Regions from separate parts of the Mus musculus genome. Here region 2 is linked to region 1. The links are chromatin contacts, called in public HiChIP or PLAC-seq maps. All regions are on one chromosome and are shown on one strand. Each heading gives the region's core, a stretch centred on a gene start, on an enhancer-like site or on the middle of the called end of the contact. The rest is flanking DNA. Distances are from core to core; before and after follow the strand shown. Region 1 overlaps Ccdc33 (coiled-coil domain containing 33). Region 2 holds the start of Insyn1 (inhibitory synaptic factor 1).

Evidence for each region. HiChIP or PLAC-seq counts read pairs in DNA pulled down with a chosen protein or histone mark.
Region 2: a contact with region 1 is called in an H3K4me3 HiChIP or PLAC-seq map of embryonic forebrain, with 2.5 times the contacts expected there. The contact joins the promoter of Insyn1 here to the enhancer-like site in region 1. A contact is called at or near these places in 6 of 39 promoter capture datasets (the 3T3-L1 cell line, cranial neural crest, embryonic stem cells and 2 more), 1 of 15 datasets of contacts at CTCF or cohesin (the NIH/3T3 cell line), 5 of 484 Hi-C or Micro-C datasets (cerebral cortex, embryonic fibroblasts, embryonic stem cells and 1 more), 2 of 115 datasets of contacts at active chromatin or transcription factors (embryonic forebrain and forebrain) and 1 of 9 other capture datasets (embryonic stem cells).

Annotation. Positions count from the first base shown.
Region 1 is chr9:58,044,956-58,050,767 of GRCm38.p6, forward strand. All of the region lies in intron 11 of Ccdc33 (coiled-coil domain containing 33), which reads right to left. It overlaps Gm16130 (predicted gene 16130), which reads left to right. Exons shown (of 5, transcript NR_168941.1): 5 at 2,301-4,042. Among named protein-coding and RNA genes, the nearest start is that of Gm16130, 16 kb to the left of the region's middle. Within about 2 kb of position 3,801, at least 31 of the 459 cell types and tissues checked have an H3K27ac peak or open chromatin away from gene starts, as enhancers often do. A contact at or near this core is called in cerebral cortex, embryonic forebrain and forebrain, where this site is marked.
Region 2 is chr9:58,485,772-58,491,145 of GRCm38.p6, forward strand. It overlaps Insyn1 (inhibitory synaptic factor 1), which reads left to right and starts at 2,832. Exons shown (of 3, transcript NM_176921.4): 1 at 2,832-3,468; 2 at 3,898-4,621. The coding sequence starts at 4,466.

The DNA.
Region 1 (5,812 bases), core at 2,551-5,050:
CAACAAGTGCAAATTAATTGAGCAAAGCCTGCGTACACAGGCGCTGTGAACAGGCGGCTGACAGGAGGGGAGGGGCTGGAGGGGGACAGGGCAGGGAGCAGGGAGAAGCCTTAACGAGCACTTATCGATGTCTCCCTGGATCCACAGCCCAGAGCGCGGTTATTGACAAAGCCTGTCTATAAATCTCCCAGCCATGTCTCCAGAAGCCTTAATTACGGGGCCTCATTACCCTTCACACCTCTAGGCTCTTGGGGACCAGCTTGGACAGGAATGGCTGATTCACAGCAGCCTTGCTGGGCCTTCCCGTGGAAGGGGCCCAGGTTGGGATGCCTGGGTCAGGCTGGGGCTATGTGTCCGGAGGAGCAGGCGGGGTTCAGGCTCCTAGGCTAAAGAAAGGACGTGAAAGGGATTTTGCAGTCAGAGAGCTCTAGATTCATGATCCAATTTGTCCAGTTACTGTTGACTCCAGGAAACACCTCACCTCTCTGTGCCTCAGTTTAACTCCTATAGAGTGAGGAAAGGGTTGTAAGAAGATTAAGTCTATCTGTGTCCAGCATGTACCATCTGAATGTAATGCTGTCTGGCCACAGTCGGACCTTGGGGGCTCTTCTTTTGCACATCACATCAAAATATGAGGAAATCGCCCCAACCACAAAATGATGGCCCAACCTCTCCCACTCCTGGCTGACATAAGGACCACTGCAGCCTTGCCAGAGACAGGTTTGGCTTCACTCATTCGCTCCTGCCTTCTAGGTGTGAATTAACAAAAGAGTAATTACATTCACTGAACTGTCTGTCCCTTTCATCTGCATCACCAGCTGCAATTACAGGCCTGGTCTTTCCCACCACAGTCGGAACCCGGAAGCTCTCTCCACCAGCCAGTCAGCTGACCTGGAGGATAGCAGCTGTGCTCCTGTGGCGAGCAAGTCACCCACTTGCTCCTTTGCACATTCTCTTTAGGAGAGCATACAGTCCAGGCTTTAATTGGAGGCAATTTTACCCCCTCCCCTGAATTATTCTTGTGAAGCTGTGTGATTGTGGCTTCCTATTCATTGTCCCCAGGAGGCATCTGACCAGAAGAGAAAGCCTGGGTTGGGGCTGTGGAGGGCAGGAAATCTGGAGGTCTCTGCCTGGTCTCTGTCTAAGGAAAGGAGCTCTGGGTGCATATCTGAGCCTTTTGGAGACTCAAAGATCCCCTTGAACATGTGCATGTATGTATGTGCCTGTGTGTGTGTGAGTGTATGTGTATGTGTGTGTGTGTGTGTGTGTGTGTGTGTGTGTACTGGTGGATGCATTGAGGTGACAGGGGCTCAGGTGTCATGGGCAGCTGGTGGTACAGTATGTGAGACCTGGTCCCCCTGAGCTTCCGTCAGCCAGTCTTGGGTCAGCTGACAGGAGGACCCAGGAGGTGCAGACTCAGAACAGGCATGTCTATGTCTGCCCTGTAGCCAGAGGACTTAGCTCTCTAGGATAGCTACGGAGGTGGCTCAACATCAAACCATACACTTACTCAAAGCATCATGGGATTTTTGGGATATGTATTTGTATATATCACATATATGTGATATATATGTATAAAACTTGTTTCTACTTCTTGAGTCTGAGTTTTGTAGAGAGTCAGACACGCTTGCTCCAGGGGCTTTCTCAGAGAGAGGCTGGCACACCTGAGAGATTCTTGGGTAACTAGGTGTTCTGTCTGAGTATGGAGCATGTCCCACACACCTCGCAGACTCCACCTGCACTGTCTCTTGAGGGCTCTGAGCCAGTACCCTTCTGATTTCACAATGCTCAGCTTTCCAGCCTTTAGCCCAGGCCCCGTTGTCTCAGCCCTGTGCTGTGGAAAGCCTCCAGTTCACCTGGGCTATCCACAGCCTCACATAGTGCTTTGGTTTTTGGTGTCCTGGTCGAGCTTCCAGAAACCTGTATCTACCTTGGCCTGGTGAGGCTTCATCCCAGGGCTCAAGGGTCCCTTGAGAGCTCCTTCGTGCCTGGCCTGTCACGTAGCCTCTTCTCGTCACTATCCCCTTCACACTTCACCCTCCCTATCCCTGAGAGTCTTCCTGCAGGAATCCCTAGCCAGTGTTAGTCCTGTGTTGGTTACTTTGTCAATTTGACAGGATCTGGGATTACCTAGGAGACAAACCTCTGTCACATCCGTGAGGCAGTTTCTAGATTAGGTTGATTGTGTTGGGAAGAATCCCCCTAACTATAGGTGGCCCCATTCCACAAGCTGGGGTCCTAGGTAAATAAAACAGAGAAAGGAAGTTGGGTGACATCACTCATCTCTGCTTCCTCACTAGGGATGCGACGTGACGGGTGCTTCCTGTGGCCGTCCACTGAACCCTCGCCGTCCGTACAACCCAGGTTAAACCCTTTCTTCCTGAAGATGCTTTTGTCTGGATTTCACACAGCAACGAGAAATGCAACTGATGCATCAGGTCCTGTGGTCTTTCCAGGCAGGGAACACCCAATGGCATCTGGCAGTGACCGAGAGGGGCTGAATGGGTGTCTTAGTTAGGTCTCTACTGCTGTGATAAAAGCATTGTGGCCAAAAGCAGCTTGGGGAGAAAAGGGTTTATTTCAGCTTACATCGTCCAGGGAAATCAGGGCAGGAATTCAAGGCAGAAACTTGGAGGCAGAGCTGATACAGAGGCCGCGGAAGAGTGTTTCATGAAGGAGGCTTGCTCAGCCTACTTTCGTATACAGCTCAGATCACCTGCCCAGTGGTCACTGCCCCCTGTGGAAGGGTCTTTCCATATCAATCATTAATCAAGATGACACCCCACAGACTTGCCTATTGGCCAATCTGGAGGCATGCTCTCAATTAAGACTGCTTCCCAGTTATGTCTTAGATTTGTATCAAACTGACCAAGAGCCAGACAGTTCAGAGGGTAGCTCGCTTTGCCTGGGGGGTATTCTCCTTGAGTGTCAGGGGATGGCCCTTGCCCATCTCAAACCCAGGACAATCTTATCAAGCTTGCTTAGTGTCCTGTCTCTGCCACATCCTCTTCCTTTTCAGCTGCAGGTTCCCCCTAAGTTGAGTGGTCAAAGAGTGGGGTGTAAGATTTTTCAGAGCAGCCCTGACCACTGTCATATAGGGTCTTGGAAAGTGAGAGAGATGAAGCCTGGTCCCCAAGATTCCTTCCTCAACTGTCCTCTTCACCCAGGCTTTTTATAGCTCAGAGAGCCCTTTCTAGACAACCAAGCCTTACACAGCCAACCTATGGGGTATTCCCCCTGTTTAGCAGTAAAAGATGGAGATTTCTCTGAGCTCTGACTGGGGTGGAACGGTTAGCAGGAACCCTGGGTCAGCAAGCTGCCAGCAAGGGTGTTTGATATGTTTGGTGGGGTGCCAAGAGCTGTGTTAGGGTGAGAAGATTATTCTGGGTTCTTGTGAGGGCTTAGGCCCAGACTTCAGAGCTTTAGGGACTCACTGGGGGCAGTGGAGAACCAAGGAAGATAGCAAGCAGATATGGATATCTGTGCTTTGAATGAGCTGTGTCTCAAGAAGGAGGTGGGCCAAGGAGAGGAGGGCTCATCCAGACTCAGTCCCCAGAGCTCCGTGAGGGTCTCTCATCCCATAAAGAAGAGGGAAGACAAAAGGAAGAGGCTTTCACCTTTAGCTTCACAGCCCACCACCAGCAAAGTAGGGATCAAGAGGGGGTGTCCACAGAGCCTGATATGGAAGCTGAGATGCCTCCAGTAGCCCTAAAACAGCCACTTGCAGTCCCTGAGCTACTGCTATTCAGTGCAGTCCCTGAAGCCCACATATTTGCATATCTGAGAACAAAAATAATTCTGCTGCCGGCTTAGCACCACCAAGGCTGCAGCCCCCTTTTGTCTGTTTGAATAAGAGCTGGCTAAGGGCGGAAGGATAATTAGTCCCCTGTGTGCAGTGTCCCCCCATACCCCCCTTGAAGATTTAAAGACGCAGTCTAAATACTCTTTGCTATACTCCCACAGCTGGCTGGCTACGGGGTGTCTGCATCGGCAGGAGCCGATAAATGGGCATTTTATCTGATTAAACTGGGAGTGAACTGGCTGTTGTCTATTATCTGTAGGCTCGATTGGATATTTAACACTGTGTGTGTGTGTGTGTGTGTGTGTGTGTGTGTGTGTGTGTGTGTGTGTGTGTGTATGATTTTCTGGTCTGTATCAAGAGAAAATTGGATTGTACTGAGCAGCATTTAATCTGGCACACAGGAGTACATTCTAATAGAGTCACAGAGCAGGAAGGAGGGACAGGAGACTGTGTCCTTGAGCAGCAGGGGCTTCTGCATGGGGCCTTCTGTGCTCTAACGCAGCCCTCCTTTGCTGTCCTGTTCTGGCCCTCCTCTGGGCACCGCCCTTCCCTTCTGGTGAGGAGTTAGTGGGACCACCAGAGATGCCTGCTGGAAAAATGTGCCCCTTTAGCCCTGAGAATCCCTTTCTGCTTCTGGCTCCATGCTCCTGAAGTTGGCAGTGTACCCTTGCACACACAAAAGAGGCTGTGGGCTGAAACCGAATAGGGTGAAAAGAAAAGAGGGCAGGCAAGGGAGAAGTGAGCTGGGAACAGTGTCCTCTCCCCAACCCACTAACAGCTCGGGTCGGTGATGGGGAGCCCAAGAATCGGTTGAGGGATGATATTCAGTGTATTGGTTAAGGCAGGGGATAGAGCATCTCCCATAGTTGGTTGCTTCAATCCATTTGTAGCTGAATATTGAGGTGTGTGTGGGGTTTCTCTCCTACTTTTGTGTGCTCTGGCCTGTCTCTGTGCTTACTAGGAAACTGAGGCAGCTCTCTACTCCAGAGGGGCTGGGGAAGATGCATGTGCATCAAGATGCAGACTTCTGGGTTCTGAGTCACAGGCCTGGCTGACTCAGGCTGCTATGGGATCAGGCTCTGGCTTAGAGCCTTAGACCTGAGCTGGCCACTCCTGTTGTTGGCCCCAGTTGGTGACAAGATGGGGTTAAGTACCGTAATTGTACAATATCAGGTTGGAAGAAAAACTGACTAAAAGTTTGGGGGCTGAAATTGTCTGTATTAACACATAGGCTTGGCACTGTGTGCCTAGTATCATGAGTCGGATGAGAGGGCTGGCAGCTTGCACAAGGGACTAGCTCCAGTGCCCAGGTCAGCAAATCTCCCCAGCTCTCCCTGCGTCCACTGCCTGTGCCTCTTTGAGAATTGATGACTCAGCCCCAAGAACTAATGACCTCATCTTCTCTACCTTATTTCCCGTGGACACCACACCCTTGCCGGCCCAGCACCAGTTACTCAAGGGCAGGATGGTCCGTGGAGTGGACCACCGGGCAGTGCTGGCATCTTGCTGAGAGTCACTTGCTCCAGCCTCATTAAGTGTGATGGAGAGGATGTTATCAAATCCAGGACCCCACCCGTAGATCAGAGCCCAGCTTGACCCAGAGAAGGGAAGGTCTGCAGGGGGACTTCCAGGCACAGGTCTTCCAATGATTTGGAGCTCTCTCTGAGGGTAATTTATCCTGCCTCTGGGGGCCCTTGCCCTGGGTGGTCACTCCTCAGCATCTCTCAGCCAGATCCTTCAGGTACTTGGGCCAGGTCCTGAGCTGGCCAGCCCACATTCCAGCAGCCTTTCAGTTCTCTGCACTACACCCTTTCTCTCTCCTTCCTAGAGGGCTATGTTCCCCCCATTTTACAGATAAAGAAACTGAGGTCTAGAAAGGAAGAGATGAGCTTGGGATTCAATTCTGGGAGAAGACTGTGTTCTGGTCCTGGTCATGCCCTTTTCCCATACTCTATGTGTCTCTCTGCTGGCCCAGGGCTTCTGAGCACAGGTGTCCTGGAATGGAGTTAT
Region 2 (5,374 bases), core at 1,582-4,081, 440 kb after region 1:
TAGACTCTAGGTAAAATGGCCCATGTGCATTTTACCACACATTTAAGCCAAGTGATGGGTAGGGTCTCTGGAGTCACATCCTCAGGTGAACCCCAGTCCAGGACACTAGACATCCTCTCAAAAGGCAGCAGAGGAGGAATTCCCCAGTAGTTGTAGAAGACCCTGTGAATATTACCTCTGAGAGGACACAGAGACCAAATGAAACTATTGATACCTTCACCGCCATCACTGTCCTGAATCCAGAACTCCTCAGGCCACCTTAAAATTCCATCTGGCTCCAAGTCTGCAGGCCTACCTACCTGTGTGTTTGGAAGCTCCACCTCCTGTCTACCCAGCTTTTGAAATGTCTTCCTCACCAGCCATTCAGTCCTAAATGCCCAACAATTTGGCTCTTGTCACTCCCATTCACCTACTTACACACAGAAAACTGTCCCTGCCAGTCACCATGGCTTCCTAAGTGTGAAGGCCAATGAGCACTCTGCTTTCCTTCTCTCTCGAGCAGCCTTTGACACCACTGAGGCAAGCCTCTCTAGGTCAGACCCACAACTCCACTCCCTGGGCTCTACTCCTACCTCTGTGAATGTTCCTTCCCCATCTCAGTCCTAGAGTCTTCTAGGCAGCCAGCCTGGTCCTGATGCTGCTAATGTTACTTCTGCATAGCTAACCTGCTTACTATCTTCTCCTCTCTGAGCATGAGCCAAAGCAAAGGTCGTAGCCCACCACTGTCAAGCCACAGACCTTCTATGAACAGGGGTCTATTTTCCTTCTGATTCTTTCAACCTGTCCCAGACTTCTGCCCTTCACCCCAGAAGGCTCAGATGCACACAACCATTTACTCAGCCCAACAAGCTATAAACCAGAAGCTCAAGTGTGCCTCCCCCTAGTTCTCAAAGTTCAGAGTCTCTCAGGAAGTCACCAAGTGATGTCACCAAGAGCACCCCTTCCTCCACATCCCTGTTGCTGGCCTCCCTCAGCTCAGTTAGGACTTCCTAATGGAGCACCTGGCTTGTGGCCTCCTCAAACCCACCATTGACTTTTGGGAGTTTAGTGGGGTCCCTTAGGAGGGCAGATAGGACCTGACTTCCTCCTCCTGCCCCCCAAATCTGCACAGGCCCCTTCTGCCAAAGGATAAATTCCAAGTGCTTTTTTTTTTTTTTTTTTTTTTTTGGTTTGGTTTGGTTTGTTTTCCAAAACAGGGTTTCTCTGTGTAACAGCCCTGACTCTGGCAGACCAGGCTGGTCTCGAGCTCACAGAGATCCACTTGTCTGCCTCCCAAGTGCTGCGATTAAAGGTGTACTCCACCACCACCAGGTCTAAATTCCAAGCTTCTGTCCACAGCCTCCTGTTTCCTGATCTGGTTTTTCTCTGTTCCACTTCATACAGTCTTCCCAGTGGCACCAACAGGGCCACTTAGACTGAAACTTGCCCTCCCCCACATTTGCTCCTGAGTGGTTCCTTCCCCCTATCTTCCTTCCCTCTAGGAAGCAGATTCCTCCCTTCCCCAGGGCAAGGTCACCGGTCACCGGGACTCCCACTGAATCTTCTGTTAAGATTCAGCTCAAGGGTTGAATTCCTGGGAAGAACTTGGGGGAGTGGGGGTGGCCTGTGCTTCCTCCTAGTTACCCCATACCTGCCAAGTTAGCAACGCTCCTAGAACTACATGCACCACCCTTCAGTTTACTCAAGAATGTCCTCATGGGGAAATTTCCTCGATATTTCCTCCTCAACAGGGCCTGAAAGAAAAGGAAGGAAGGAAGGAAGGAAGGAAGGAAGGAAGGAAGGAGGGAGGGAGGGAGGGAGGGAGGGAGGGAGAGAGAGAGAGAGAGAGAGAGAGAGAGAGAGAGAGAGAGAGAGAACAAAAATATGTTGAAAACTTAGGTGAAGAACTAGGGGAACAGAACCTTCAGAAACAGCCCAGCACCCACTCTGCCCTCCCTCTCGGCCAGAGCGTGGCACACAATAGGTGTTCAGTAAAGGTTGGCTGGATTCTATTTACTGAACTGACACAAGATTTGGGACAGTTTGAGGTATGATGGCAGAGGAGGGTAACAGCCAGAAGGGGAACCCCGGGACGCACCACCGTGAGGGGAGGAGGGTCAAGGGATTGTGTAAAAAGGAGGTGAAGGAACTTGGAGTCAAGTCTGGGCCTCTGTGCGCCCAGGGCAGCGGGCAGTGGCCGGGCTAGTTCTCCTCCAGGTCCGCTGGCGCCCAGTCCAACCCGCTCCCTAGGGTGGTGAGACCCCCCGGCTCGCGCGCTCGGTTCTGGGCGCTGGGAGGCGTGTGTGTCGCTTTAAAAGCTCCCTCCCGGCGCGCGGGGCCGGCCCCTTCACTGCCAGCGCCGAGGCGAGCGGAGCCGCGCGAGCCCGGCGGCCTTTGAGGGAGCCTGCGCCCGGCCGGGCGGCCAGTCCGGCGGGGCGCGGCGGCGCTCGGGGTAAGCGGGCCAGGCCCGCGGAGCCGGGTGGGCAGGGCAGGGCAGGGCAGGGCGAGGGCGAAGCAGCCGGGGAGAAAGGCCCGAGCAGCCCCGGTGCCTCGTTTGCCCCATCGGCAGCTACCCGGCGCCCCGGGCCGCGAGGCGCGGAGCCGTGAGCGAGCGCGCTGGAGGCGGTGGAGCCGAGCGGAGGCTGCGCGCCCGGTGTGCCTGGCCGGGCCCGGCGCGCCTCCTCCATCGCCTCCCTGGCGTCTCGCTCGCCCCCTTCTGCTTTCCTTTGCTTCCTCGGCTGAGCCCCGCCGTGCTGAGGCCCCCCCGACCTCGTGCACTCATCTCCGCTGTGCTCGACACCGGGTCCCCCTGGCCACGGCTGCTTCCCCTCCCCCGAGACGCGAAGGAATCCGGACTTTCCCCACCGTTGATGGAGCCGACTGCCGGGCTGGACTGAGCGGTTTCTGCGGCCGCTCCAGACGTCGCCCGGGCCGGAGCACGGACATTCTGGGTCCCGGCTGAGTACACCCCGGACACCTAGCAGTGCCAGCTCGGGAAGGGCAGAGCAAGGCAAAGGCAGGACAGACCCCGGAGGGGCTCAGACCTGCCCATCTAGAATGGACAGAGAGAATCGCGAACCCTGTGGAGCCCGGGGAATGCCGGGCGTGGGCTGAGGGGATCCCGGCGCCCTCCCCAGCCCTCCGACTTTGGCTTAGTCGCCTGGACCGGACCGGTGTCACCTCGGCTCGGGTCACCTGTGGCCTCGGGGCCTCCGAGCTCGCCGGACCCTCGCGACCGGGAGCCTGGCGAGCGTGGTGAGGAGATTTTTGGGGATTTTTTTTTTTTGCCCCCTTCCCCGGAGCGCGGAGGCCCCGCCCCCTCCCACCGCCCAGATGTCTCCGGTCACCGCTCGGAAGACCTTCCTGAGGCCAGGAGCCGAAGGGTCCAGAGAGAGAAGCCCGCCCTAGGGAGCCTTGGGGGCCCCCCAACCTCGTCTTGTGGCTCGGCCCCGACACTGCTTAGAGGAAAGGCCACTGCCCCCACCCTTGGTGAGTAGGGGAGTCCAGCTTCGGAGGGTTCGGAGGGAAGGCGGGGTTGGGGGAGAAAGGGTCCTCTGGGAAGGAGGGCACCCTGTGGGCATTGAAAGAAGGTTGGAGAGCTGGAGAGGCCCTGTGCTAAACCAGTCTGGCCAAGCTTGGTTGGTGGCTGGGGGCGGGGGGTGCACCACGGCTAGAGTGCTCCAGAGGAGGCTAAGGGCTCATTCCTCTAAAACAGGGGCTCCTCCACTCTTCTGTTGAAGAAGGGTGTTGAAAACTATCTGCCTCCACCACCCCTCCCCACTAAATAAATAAATAAATAAATAAATAAATAAATCTCCAGCTAGGAAGGAGGGTGCAGGCAGAGAGAAGAGGGAGGCAGCAGCAGCAGGCTGGTGCAGCAGCCTGGGAGGGCTGACGCCAGGCTCGCTCTTTCTGCAGGGGGCTGCCCTCCTCCAATCCAGTTCCCTCTCCAGTGCTGTTCACATCTGGAGCCCCCTCCACATCTGGAAGATCCTGATCACCGTCCCTGTGCTGGTTCAGCTGCATCTAGAGACCTCTGCCTTTGTAACTGCCTAGGAGTTGCGAGGGGATTGCTGCCTTCCCCCATCCCAAGGGCATCTCTTACCCTTAGTCCTTGCAGAATCATCCCCCTGCCTCCGCATCCAGATTCGGGCAAAGATCAGCTCTGTACACCATAGGCACTTCAAGTCCTGGAAGCTGTTCTTGGGCCCTAAGGCCCCTCCCCTTGCCCTCCTGTGTCCTCACCTTGACCCCCCTCCCACCCTGTCAGACTCTGTCTCCCTCTGGGTGCTCCATCCCCCACCCAGAGGCGAGTAGGTGGAGTGGCAGGCTGCAGGGGCTGGGTGAGGGCCGCCCAAGGCCAGGGTAGGCTGGGGGGCCGTTAAAATGTGGAGCTCTGCCCGGCCGAGGGGGGCTCCGTGGAGGCAGACGAAGCGTGTGCCCCGCTGGGGCGAGTATGGGCAGGCTTGCGGCCACGTGGTGAAGGATGAACATTCGGGGTGCCCCGGACCTCGGGCAGCCCAGTGACGACCCCAACAGTGGTGGAGAGAGAGAGCGGATTCGACAGCGCATGAAGATGGTCATCGGGCAACTTGAAGGCATCCTGAGAGAACTCAAAGAAGTGGCTAAGGAGCTGAGGGAGGTGAGTTAAGAGGCCAGCAGGGGCCACACAGACCCCCCTCACCCTGACTGGCTGGGCTCAGCAGTAAAGCATTTGCCTGTGTCTTGAGTGTGCAATGCTATGTGCACATGGCCTGTTTCCACTGAGCACCCATCCCCTTTCCATTCTCCTTACTTCAAATCTGGTTTGCTTAAAAATCCCTATCCCCAGAGCTGGTGATGGGGCCTTGGTGTGGCAGAGACCGAGCAGCTGTCAGTGGGCCCATCTCTATGGTTAGTACTCCGGGTGCTCAGTGAGGACTAAATCTGCCCTACTCTATTCTTAATGGGACACATTCTTCTGAAACCCAAGTTGTCTGTCCCTTGACCCCACTGTTTACCTCCTAGACTCTGAGCAAGGACTCTAGGAGAGTGTGGATGACTGTCTGGTCAATCCTCATTGCTTGAGGCCCAGCTCAAAAAGATTTATCAGCTCAAAAGATCAGATATTCCAAAAGCAGGAGGAGTTAAGACCAGCTGTAACCTCCCTGCCCTGGAGTTAAAAGGTGGCTGGGAGATTCTGGTAAGGATCAGAGGTCCTTCTCTGTACATACATTTAAAAAAAGATTAATTTTTTTTTAACGGAGCTGAGTCCCCACCCCCATCCCACCCCCTTGCAGGACATGCTTCTGGGTGGTTTTTTGCAAAGACCAAAAAGTCACGGAGAAAGCCTCTCTGTCTTTCTAAGCAGAACCTAGTTTAATTACTGCTTCCCACATTGCTGGAGTAATGAGGT